2 separate regions of the Callithrix jacchus genome follow, and region 2 is linked to region 1. A link is a contact called in public Hi-C data. All regions are on one chromosome and are shown on one strand. Each heading gives the region's core, a stretch centred on a gene start, on an enhancer-like site or on the middle of the called end of the contact. The rest is flanking DNA. Distances are from core to core; before and after follow the strand shown.

The links. A called contact is a pair of places that touch in the nucleus more often than the background predicts.
Region 2: a Hi-C map of induced pluripotent stem cells shows a contact between it and region 1, with 3 times the contacts expected there. The contact joins two enhancer-like sites. A contact is called at or near these places in 3 of 3 Hi-C or Micro-C datasets (induced pluripotent stem cells and skeletal muscle).

The regions. Positions count from the first base shown.
Region 1 is chr8:135,339,595-135,345,721 of calJac240_pri, forward strand. All of the region lies in intron 2 of WDR25 (WD repeat domain 25), which reads left to right. Among named protein-coding and RNA genes, the nearest start is that of WDR25, 64 kb to the left of the region's middle. Within about 2 kb of position 3,092, at least 3 of the 16 cell types and tissues checked have an H3K27ac peak or open chromatin away from gene starts, as enhancers often do.
Region 2 is chr8:135,545,759-135,551,885 of calJac240_pri, forward strand. LOC144577473 (a long non-coding RNA gene) reads left to right here and starts at 431. Exons shown (of 2, transcript XR_013521542.1): 1 at 431-964; 2 at 3,098-4,396. Within about 2 kb of position 3,948, at least 2 of the 16 cell types and tissues checked have an H3K27ac peak or open chromatin away from gene starts, as enhancers often do.

The DNA of each region.
Region 1 (6,127 bases), core at 1,842-4,341:
TCTGCCCACCCCCACCCCCACCACCACGTTTACCCACAGCTCTGGTGTTATACACCCGCTTAGTGAAGAAGAGAAGAGAGGAGCCAGCTCAGAGCATTTGTCTGCCCAGCTGCTCTCTGCCCTGAGCTGACCATCAAGGATGCTAAGGGGCTCAAGGAGGACCAAACCTCCTTATCTTTGCCTTCTCATCCTTTTCTCTCCTGACACATCATTGTTTTCTCAAAAGAAAAAAAGAAATAGACTCTGGGAAATAAATCCCCAGGCCCTGTTTCAGATGATTGTCCCATTTCTAAACTTGAGTTAATAAGAATAAACAAAGTAGTAGGTAGATTTGCACAGGAGAATACTTTTATTCTGACAATTATGTAAATATTTATGTGTTCTGGCTTTCTTATTTTGTTGCTGGTGTCTAATTTCCAAGTCTCATAATGAAGTGTAATTTGGAGAAGCTTTGCAAAGATGGGCACGCAGTGAAATAATTTGATTTGTTCAGTAAACTTGGTTTCAGTTATTCCTTTTCGTGAGTTGTTTTAGAGCCCCTTCAAATTCTTTGTGATTTGACAACAGCTTTCAGCCCAATGAAGACATAACTCTTAGGCATCGCCAGGCATTCAGAAGAGGTTCATAATATTGTCACTTCATAAGAAAATGCATTCATTGGTAGGATATCCAATTTATGGGCTTCGAATGGATTTCTCTTTGTAGTTTTAGCCCTCTGTGCTCCTGCCATTCTCAAGGCTATGAGTAAGGTTTTTTAATTAACTCAAATTGAATGGAATGAGCTTTTATTGAACTCCCACTCCATGCCAGACACTGGCTCCTTAACCCTTGCACTGCCCTGTAGGTGACTGTGGGGAGCTGAGCCAGAGTAGGTTATGCCCCATGCCCACGATCATTCAGCTGGCAAAACTGGGAGGTGGGATTTGAAATTAGGTTTGATTCTTAGGCTTTTTCATCCAAAGCTGATTATAGGCAGAGTTGATTAAGGAGAAGAGAGAGGTTGAGTGGCTTTCATGTTATTTCCGTTAATCTTGTTTAGTCTTCTTAGCCACCCCATGAAGTTCATTACATTTTCCCTATTTTATTTCTGAGGAAAGTAAGACTCAGAGGGGTACAGTGATATGCTCAGTGTCACACAACTGGTAAGAGGCAGAGCTGGGATTTGAACTCAGAACTGCCTGGCTGTGGGCCGGGTGTGGTGGCTCAAGCCTGTAATCCCAGCACTTCGGGAGGCCGAGACGGGTGGATCACGAGGTCCAGAGATTGAGACCATCCTGGTCAACATGGTGAAACCCCGTCTCTACTAAAAATACAAAAAATTAGCTGGGCATGGTGGCGCGTGCCTGTAATCCCAGCTACTCGGGAGGCTGAGGCAGGAGAATTGACTGAACCCTGGAGGCGGAGGTTGCGGTGAGCCGAGATCGCGCCATTGCACTCCAGCCTGGGCAACAAGAGCGAAACTCCGTCTCAAAACAAGCAAACAAATAAACAAAAAGAACTGCCTGGCTGCAAAGCCAGAGTTCCTTCTAGAACTCCTCTAGGGTTCTGCACTTCCTTTAGCACATGGCCAATTGACCACCTGCCCACAAAAATGGCCTGGCCTTGCTGGCTAGGGCACCCTCCTGCAGACGGAGGCGAGGAGCAATGCGGAGTGGGACTGGACATTGGTTTCCTAGCTCTATCCCTCCTGGGCTAGTGAAGTCCTTATTTCTGACCCTCACTGCACCCACTGGTGACTGGTGACAGGATACCCTCCTGGGTTATTGTTAGGATCACAGACAACATGTGTGAGGCACCTGGCACTCGGTGGGCATTCAGGAAGTGAAGGTGTCTGTTGCTTGTCAGAGTGTGTGGATGGCTCTGGCCTTGGTGAAGAAGCTGCTGTTGCTTCAGCCCCCGGACTCCTGTGCATCACAAGGCTGATTCAGTGCAGACAGGTGACTCATCTGATGGCATTTTGTGTGGCATTGTGCAGTTCAGCCTGGCACAGCATACCTCACCCATGGCAGGTATTCAAGAGCCATTAGTGTTTATGAAGGTGATAAAATTGCCAAGATAGAGGGAAGTCATCAAAATAAGAGCCTTCGCCTGTCTCGTGAAAGTTCACTTGTAAACTTAATGCCTGTGGGTCTGCTGAAAAAGCGCCACCTGGATTTCTTCCTGGACACAGAGCTGTCTGGAAGGGCAGCTGGACAGCCCCTGATTGCCATGTGGGGGTGGATGCTTTTTATGTGACAATGAGTTGGAGAAATTAACAGTGGTCTTCAAGGTATTGTGCTCAGCTTAAGTCTTTGAATTGCCATAGCTTTAAAATGAATACTAGAAATAGTTATATTTCTAGGATATTTTCTAGGATATTTCTAGTATATTCCCTATTTTCTCCATTCAAGATAATAAACGTTATCTTGAATGTTTTAGGGTTTTACAGCAAAAATTCCTCCCATTTGTAAAGCATGCTGCAGTGAATGGGAGAAAAGTAGCTGGCAGCACTTTCAAGCACTGTGGCAGAGGCTAAGGGAGTTGCCCAATCCAACTTCCAGCTGGAGAAAGCCTGGGCCCTGACTTCCGGTGCATGTTCAGGTCCACCTGTCAAGGATAGGATCCACTGTTAAGAAACAAACGTGGGAAAGTGTCGTCTGAGAGTCCCTGAAAGCAGCATAGTTACTTTCGAGTCCCTCTGATAAAGATAGAACACTTAATTTAGGCATGTTTCAGGATTTCAGAACATTTGGAGTAGTCCTGGGTGGAAAGCAGTGTTTTCCTTTTTCAATTTCATCCTGACTCTGTTCCTCTCTTTATGTGTGTCAGTCATAGCAGGGGAGTGTTTTCCTCTTGGATGCGTTTGCACCTGGCAATTTGAATGTGCAGGAATTCCTTGATTGCAAAATAGCTACTCTCAAAATGCAGACAAGCAGTCACACTCAGGGAGCCCTTCGGTCACGGCAGCAGGGTGGCGCCAGACACCTGGCTTTGAGTCCCATGGAAGCCTGCGACTTAGTCTGTTCTGAGCTGCTGTTTACAGGCATATAGAATGGGCTGTAGGATAGGATCCTCAAGGTTTGGGGGCTGGGAGGGGCTGGCTGGCATGATTCAGCATGCTAGCTCTCTGGGGGCTCTGCTAAGCACTGAGGGTCACTGGGAGAAAAATACAGGCCCCACTTTGTCCATGTGGAAGGAGCCCAGGCTGCCCCGGTTGCCATACTCACCCTTCCTGGCAATCTTCACCTTCTGTTCTATTTAGTCTCATTCCCTGTTTTTATTCCCTTCTTTTTTTTAGGGAGAGCCAGAGCAGCAATTCTCATGTCGGGATTATTTGGGAGATCCACATTACTTCTGATTATTTACGAAGGGACAGGCCAGGGGGAGGTAACCACTCAATAAATTCGTCAGCGAGGCAGCTGGAAGGATGTGTGACAAACAGACCAGGCTGTCATTTGACCAGAGATTATCTGCACTGGGATTGTTCCCCCAGGATAGTCCTGATGACAAATGTAATTGACATTTTTTATTAACCCTGAGATGATTAAAGAAGCTGCTGCTGAATTTGTGTTAAAGTACCTGGTCCCTGGCATTTTGAGAAAGGGATTCTACAGCCTGTGTTTACTTCCTGTTCATCACTTTAATCAACCAAGACATACAGAACCCTGCCTGGTTTGGTCTTGAAACTGGGCCAGGGAGATAAGACTCTGCTTCCTGGCTTAGGTTTCCAGAACCTGGTATGAACATCACGGGGGACATGTAGGAGGCACTCACTCTGTTCATTTACCACGCAGTCATCAAACGTTTGCTGAGCTCCTACTGTGTGTGAGGTCCTTATGTGTGATATCGAGCTCTGCCTCCTTGAAGAGTGCTCACTGTAGAATGGGGGCTAGACAGATGTTTATGGGGATGATTGTGTGAACCAAGCACTTTAGGGGAGGACTGGGCCCTCACTGCCCAGGGGGTAGGGTGGGGCTGGAAAGGCAGTGCAGGGGTGGTTTGTGTCTTACAGGAAGGGGGTCTCCTTTCCAGACAGGTCTTACCTCTGGAGCTTCCCAGGCAAAGGCTGGAAGTGGCATTGCCCAGAGAGTGGGGTTCTTGGAGTGCCAGAGTGCGGGCACACAGAGGGGCAGCAGGGGAGGGTGGAGGCACACAGGGGAGCTTGGCTGGGCCCTGCCCACGGGCTGGGGGCTACGTGGAGCACAGTGTGGGCTCTGCTGCTTCCTAGCCTGCCCGCTGAGTTACTGAAGCTCTTGGTTTTGGTTTTCTTATCTGTGAAATGGGACAATCCTACTTTCACTCCTGTCATGGGCTGCTGCAGGATGAAATGACAATAGGAGGAAAGCCTCTGATTGATGCTTGGTCTGCAGAGCCTAGTCAGCAAGCATTTGCTGTGGTGATGGGATGGAGGAAGCAGAGGGAGGTTCCTTCCTAAAAGCAGTCTCAGTAGCAGTGGCCAGGCATTGAGCACCTGCTGCATGCCAAGCGCCGGGCTGAAGGCATTGCACTGACTTGCTGTTAGCTATTGCTATTCTCATTTTATAGCTGAGAAGCTTCTTAGAGGGTAAAGCAGTTGCCTAGGGTCACATATAGTTAGAGAGGGGCGGAGAGAAGATCTGATACCCGGCTGTTGCTCCCAAGGGTTTCATTTCAGCAGTGTAGGGACTGGGAGGTGCCAGGAGGAGCAGGGCTATGGGGAGGGCCAGCTCTGACTGTGGCCAGAGCCATACTTGAGCTCTTCTCTTAGAGGAATGGGCTTGGGTTGCAGAGTGTGTTAGGAAGTGACCTGTCACAGGGAGTGTGCTTGTCACACTGCTCCTGGATGGACTGATACATTGAATACTTCCTGAGCACCTGTTTTGTGGCCAGCCCTCTGCTGGGGGTATACACATTCCCTCAGCCACAAAGCCAGTATTTAGTAAGCACCTGCTGCATGACATGTGGTCCACCAGGCCTTGGGTAGATGGTGGTGTACCAGAGGCAGGGGTCTTCACCCTGGTGGAGCTCCCAGGCTGGCAGGGAAAGAAGGAAAGAAAAAGATCATACATTTAGCAGTGTGGATGCGCAACATTTCAGCGTTGAAATAGTGGGTCTATGTTATTAACATTTTATATGCTAGGCTCTCCCTCCCCCAAAACCAGACGAAAATCCTCTCTCTTGCTCCTGAACTGCATAGGTTTCAGAGGTCATCTGTCCCCTTGTGTCTAGACCTGTTGCTCAGGAACCATTCCCATCGGTTTAATTTCTTTTTCCTTTTAATCCTGTGGCTGGCAGGATGTTGCAGGGGCAGTAATTTAATAAAAGTATGCAGTTTGTAAAGCAGCTGCTATTCTGTGTACTAAGCACAGTTGCCAACCTTTTCAGGGAAACCTCCAAGCTGTTCTTGGAACTTAGCGATATTGCAGGAAAAAAAAAGTTCTATTTAATAACATGTCATCCTTTGGGTTCCGTAGCTAATAGAAGCATAAATGGAGGCCATGCCTGAAAGCCATTTCTTTATGCGACTCAGAGAATCAGGGCATAGCAATCACACTGGGTATGGGATCTATGGAAACATTCATGCCCAACAAGAAGAAAACAGCTCAGTACATTATTTCATTTGAAGTCACAGGCCCGAGGGCTGTTTTCCCACTCAGACCTACGGCACTGCTCTCACACAGGTGCCCGCTGCTCCCTTTCTCTCTTGAGTCTTGACCTGGCTGCAGGTGGGGACCTGGGCCTGCTCGGTGGGGTGTGTTCACACCTTGGGCTAGGGCAGAGAGGTGCTGGGTTTGAATCCGGCCTGTCTGACTCCAGGCCTTTCTTTCTCCACCACTGCATCTAACAACCTTGTTAGGTTTGTAACATGTGGCAGCTACAAGATCTGCTGTGTAAGAGACATACATTTAGAAAAATTTACGTGCCACATGCTTTTCCTTTCTTTATTTCTCTTTCCCCTGAACTGACATAAAAAGGAGAGTCACACAGAAGCAGATGTCAGAATGACTGCCTTGCTTTGCCCCATCAACTGGAAAAGCCACCGACTGAATTCCTCCCGACGCCGTTTCTGTTTATGGGAGCTGCAGGGTGGGAGTGAGGGGCGGGCCCTCTATTCTCTGCTCTCTGGGCTAGCCAAAGCCTTAATTAGAAAACAAATTGAGTCCTTCAG
Region 2 (6,127 bases), core at 2,698-5,197, 210 kb after region 1:
TGAGGAAACACAGTTGGGAAACTGAGGCACACAGAGGAGGTGGCTCTCCCAGGGCCACATGGCTGGGAGATGTGGCAGCTCTGATGGTGGGGTCTGACCTGGGGCAAAGGAATACAAAATTCCATGGTGGTGGATATTCAGAGACAGGAGTGAAATCCCAACAAGCGGCCCATTTTATATCAGGCAAATGTCGGAGACGGTAATGTGGCCAGGCCTTCCCTGCCAGGAACTGTAGAGACCCTGAGGACTCAGCACCTGCTGTCACTTGAACCTAGGCCCAACTCCTGCCCCAGTGCTCTTTCCACCAAAGCAGCTTCCTTGAATACACCTGGATTCCTGGGAGTGAGTTTCTTTGCCACTGGAATGAACCAATGATCCAGATGAGGATTTCAGGATGGTTCTGCCCTGCCTGCCTCACAGCACCCTTCCCAGAGCAGGCGGGGGAGCGCGAGGCAGGGTGGCTCTTGCCTGGGGACAGGACTGGGGGGCAGAGGCAGCTCTGAGCTCTGCACCCATTTGCATCCCCTGCTCACCATCAGGAGCCCTCCTTCCCTGCCCTGGTTCCTCAAGGCACAGCTTCCCCAGGCAGATGAAAGCTTACCGGAGTTCTGCGACATGAAAGTCAGTCAGAGGAAAGAGCCTTGAACAGTTCTGCATGAAAGAGAGAGGCAAGTGCCCGAAATTATCTTACGGCAAAGGCGGCACTCGCTGCCACAGAGGCCCGGAGGAGAAAGAAACCTGGAAAACGGGTCGTTTCTTTCATGGAAAAATGGAAACTGCTCTGAAGCATTTTGGGAGATGTGCTGTGAAGCAGGTGACAGCAGAAGACGGGGACACTGGGTGCTCCCTGCCAGGAGGTGCAAAAGGCAACTTCCCTTTCAGGATCAGAGGAGCCTGGATGCTAACGTCTCCAGAGGGTGACTTGGGTCCAGTTGCCGGAAAGGCCACGCCCTTAGGAACACAGGTAGGTCCCAGCTCAGGTGAGCCTGAACCTTCTCCATCCAGAGGCTCCCGTGGGAGGAGCTCAGGTGGGGAGGACTTGGAAGTCAGGGTTTCATGCCTCACTCATTGGCTTTGGGGTTCCCTTTAAGGTGGACAACCAGTGGGGGCCATGGGAGGTAAGGGTGAAGCAGAGGACAGCAAGGGTGGTGGTTCTGGCAAAGCAGCCCTGGAGGGAGCAAATGCCTTTGTCCTGGGAGCAAAAGGGTAAGGCCCCATTCTAGGTCATTCTAGGTCATTTCTTCATTCAACAAACATGGGTTGAACTGTGCGGTATGGTGGCTTCAGAGAAGCTCAAGAAAAGAAAGATGCTGTCACTGCCCCGAGGAGCTGCCATCTGGCATGCAGGCCAACCGTGACAACCTCGGTCCAGGTGAGGGTGGGGTCTGGACAAGGCAGAGTGTCCACTGTAGTTGAGCTGGGGAATGGGGAGAAGCCTCAGAGACAGGCGATATACATATACGTATACATATACATATACATATACATGTACATGTACATGTACATATACATATACATATACATATACATATACATATACATGTACATATACACAAAGACATATACAGAAGGTCACATGTGTGGCCCGAGCCCGCTCTGCCTCGGTCCAAGCCTAGGAGGCTGAGGGTCCCGCTGGGGCAGCATCCCTGGGCAGTGGTGTGGCCAGGGGACTCCTTACCAGGAGATATGCTACAGAGCCCCGCTTCACCACTCAGGGCTGTCCCTGTCCCTCTGCAGGGGGGACCCTGCTTGAAGCCACCCCAAACTCATGGGGAGCGAAGTTTGATGGGCCCAGTGGGACTCACTTGGCAAAAAAGGGGCTGGCTCCTTTGAGAATTTCCAAGAGGATCCCAAATCCCAGGAGCTCGCCGCACTTCCGCATGCTGGGGCCAGGGCACTGCCGTGACTCCCCAGTTCTCCTGCCAGAGAGATGGGCTAAGAGTCTTGCTCTGGCCACCGCAGGGGCTTATTGGGGGAATAAAATGAGGCCAAGCGCCTCCAGAAAGCTTGGGGCTTCGCGATGTGGGGGCCGGGATGCGGGCCCCACACAGGCAGCAGGGGAAGGGCAGGGCAGTCACCCGCGTTTCGTAATCCTTGGACTTGGACCAACAGACGCTGGGTCCCATGTCAGTAGGCCCAAAGCTGGAAGGGCGGCTCCCTGCCTTCTGGAGACGGGGGCTTGGGGGCCCAGACAGGGATTTTGAGGCCTTCAGGACCCAGCACCATACTCGAGCTCCACAGGAGGAGAGGCGCTCAGGCCTCCGCTCCCCGGAAGCCGATGGTGGGAATTTGGGATGGGATTCGTGCGAGGTGAGGAAAATTGTTTCTAGTTCCCTCTTCATGGGGCCTGAGCTGGGCCCCTGTGTGTACCACTGAGGCAGGCCTGGGCCCAGCTGTGGATGGCTGCCATGCCAGCCACTTCCCTGCTGGCTCTGCCAAGCCTTGTCCCCATGGGGCCACCCTCCACCCTGGCCCTACTGTACCGGAGGGGAGGCTCCAAGGTCCAGGAGGTGACTTTTCACGTGGGAAGCCAGACCAAACCACTGGGTTCCATTTTCCTGCTCCAGGGAAACAGAAAATCTGGAACCCATGAGTTGTCATGGGGGACTGAGGGGACAGAGGGGACAGGGCCACCTCAATCCTGTCCCCCAAGACCTGAGGCAAAGATGTAGAAGGTGTGGGGCAGGCAGCAGGACCAGGTTCACTCCCAGAAGCCCAGGCTTGGTGAACTAGGGGAGCCTGAGGCTTCAGGGTCATCGGAGAGAGTGAAAGGCCGTGAGAGAGCTCTGGTGACCTCTTTGCACACCTGCTCTGGGCTCAGCTGTGATTCTAGGGACTATCAGCAATTGGAGGGGAGTGTCCCTCCCCACTGAGAGACCTGGAGAAGGACAAGAGCAGACAGCCCTGCAAATGACTCATCCCTGCCCTCCAAGCCTCAGTGCCCTCATCTGTGAAATGGGTATAATAAGAGCGTCCCTCTTCATAGCGTTGCAAGGATGAAATGAGATAACACATCGAGAGCTGTTAGTGTGGGCGGCCAGGCATGTAGTAAGTGATTAATGGTCACAGTTATTCATGTTATTATTCATATCCCCAGAGCCTTGCCAGACGCCCTTTGGCTTCTTCAAGAACATGCACTGAGCTGGCCTCACTGCAGCGTGGTTTACTTGTGCTTATCTTCACGAGGTCATTAAGAAGAGGCCCGAAGAGGGCGAGGGCCGGTTCTCAGGCTGCCTGCTGCCCTGGCCAGGCCGTTTCCTTCTCCAGGGCCACCTCTGCTAACTCTTCACAAGAAACAAGGTCATATTCCCTCGTCTAAGCAAGGGAGGAAACCAAAGGCAGCTTTGATATGTCAACTTGGGGAACAAGCTGCCGGCGCAGCTCACGCGCGCTGCTTTCTGCCTGAGCAAATGGCTCTAAATGGCGTACTTCAGGCTCTCCTCTTAATGTGCTGGGTGTTTATGATTTTTTAAAAAGTGCCTCATCAAAAAAATGCAATAGTGATGTTCCCAACTCAGCAGCGGCGTTTTAGGAGAGATGAATTATTCACATCAGAGATGAAACCGGGACTGTACACACTGGGCCAGCTGAAGCAGTCCCCTCCCCGGGAACTATTTTTATCTTCTCTTACAGTCTTTCATCTTGGGAGACACGCGGTTAGCAACGTAAGGGGAGCCCAAGCTGGCAGGATGTCAAACCCTGAAGTACCAGGCGTCTTGGAGCCTCTGCCTGGAGTAGGAAATCCGAGGAACCGGAAGTGTGGAAAACAGGGCCGCAGCGACGTGAATGAGGATGATTGAGGGATTCTGGGGACTCCCAGTTTCTTACCCTCGGAGGCCTCTCAAAGGCTTCACCATTGTCGAGCCAGGGCACCATGAAGCTATCTTGCCCTTTCTTTTCCTGGCATCCAGTTATTCCCCACCTAATAATGCGTGGAGCACTTGGGAAGGAGTATGGATTCTACATGGTGCGCATGGAGCAGCAGGCCCTGAGGAAGGAAGGGATTTCATTATCGCAAGACCAGCAGCGCCCCAAACTGCACAGGCCTTGACAGTCCAGCATCACCACACTCAACCCTTGCCCATTTGCTTTAAAAAGCACCTAGACCCACACTGTCTGAGATAGCAGCCATGAGCCACTGGGTACTGAGCACTTGAAATGCGGTTGGAACCAAGCTGAGAGGTGCTGTTAGTGCAGTGGCACACGGGACTCCAAAGACTTGGCTCAAAAGGAGAGTGGGAACTGTCTCGCTAATATTTTTATATTGATTACACATGGAGATAATATTGTGAATACATTGGGCTAAATAACAATATATTGTTAAAATTAACTTCACCTGGTTGACAGCCAGATGAAATTTACTTTTCAAAACATGTTGCTAGAGATTGTGAAATTACCTGTGTGGCTCACTGTATGGTTTTATTTATTTATTTATTTATTTATTTTTGAGATGGAGTTTTGCTCTTTTTGCCCAGGCTGAAGTGTAATGGCCTGATCTCAGCTTACTGCACCTCCTGGATTCAAGTGATTCTCCTGCCTCAGCCTCCTGAGTAGCTGGGATTACAGGCATGTGCCACCATGCTGGGTTAATTTTGTATTTTTAGTAGAGACGGGGTTTCTCCATGTTGGTCAGGCTGGTCTTGAACTCCTGACCTCAGGTGATCCACCCGCCTCGGCCTCCCAAAGTGCTGGGATACAGGTGTGAGCCACGTATCCTAGCTCTTTGGGAGGTGCTGGCCTCATTCTACATTTTTATTGGACAGCACTGCTCTAGAAAGGGAGCTAGGAAGCTAGTAACTAGTGGCTGACTCTTGGTGGTAGATTTACAAAAGCCTTCCCTCCCTCCTTTTTAAAATAAGGTTTTTCTGTGTTTTCTAAGCTTGGCAGAAATGCCAAAACTAGCCATTCTTGCTTTATATCTGCAAAGGCACAACCACTATTATTTTTAATGACTCTCAGAGCTTGTTGGGAAATGGGACGGAGTTAAGCAGCTTCCCTGAAGCATCAGTGTCAGCAACCATGCTATGAGGAGAGTCAGGGAACAGCAAGAGCATTGGGGGCTCTGAGGACCCCAGAGATTGGAACTGTGGCTCAGGGTTCGAGAGCTCAGGTAGGAAGCAGAACCTCAGTGAGGGGTGACGGGGAAGCTTATCAGTGAAACACAGGAAGTGGCTCCAGTGATGGCTTCGGCCTGGCGGGGTCTTTTCCGGTGTACGTGGCAGGAAGCTGTGCTATTCCTGCTGGACGTCAGCTCCTATCTCTCCTGGGGGGCGGAGGCTTCTCTGGAGTGGGGCCAAGACCGGGAGGCCCAGGAGAGAAAAGGGCCTGGGATCTATCTCCCAGTCAACACGATGTTGTAATAGAAACATAGCCAACAGTCACTCAGTGCTTATAACGGCGCCAGGTGCTGCTTCACATACCTTCCATGTTTTAACTCATCTATTCCTCAATTGCAATCTATGAGACAGGAATTACTCTTGTCCCCATTTTCACAGATGAGGAAACAGGTACAGAGCCGTGGCGGAACCTGCGCTGGATCTCGGGTAGAAAAACACGCCCTTGGTGACATGAATTTACCCCCTCGGCCACCAGGGGCGCTGTCCGCGCAGCCTGAACTCCAGACCCGCTCTCTCCGACGGAAACCGAACGGAAGCCACGTTTCCAAAAAGTACACAAGACCAGTGAAATGAGCGTTTTGTATGTTTTTAACTCGGTATATCCAGATAGCATCATTTTGACATGTAACCTACACAACATTTATCAATGAGATACTTTGCATTCTTTTTTGCTAGACTAGGTCTTGAAATCCAGCATGTTGTTGGTACTTACGTGCACTTCAGACCCGAGTTCCATTTTAGGCACTCGGTGACCGTATGTGGCTCGTGACTCCTGTATTGGACAGTTCAGCCACTAAAATCAGAAAACTAGCCCGGGATGGCGAATTGGTCCATCCAGTCTACCAACCCTGGTTGTTGGCGCTGGTGCTTAGAGGCGTGCTGCGATTGATTAGCAATGTCTGCTGTGGACATGGAAGGGGGGCTGGGGGAGGATCTGTGTCTCCTGTATACTGACTGACGGTGAGCCATGCCTGCGCAGTGCAAAGGCACCTCTGTATTCCTGTGGGTGG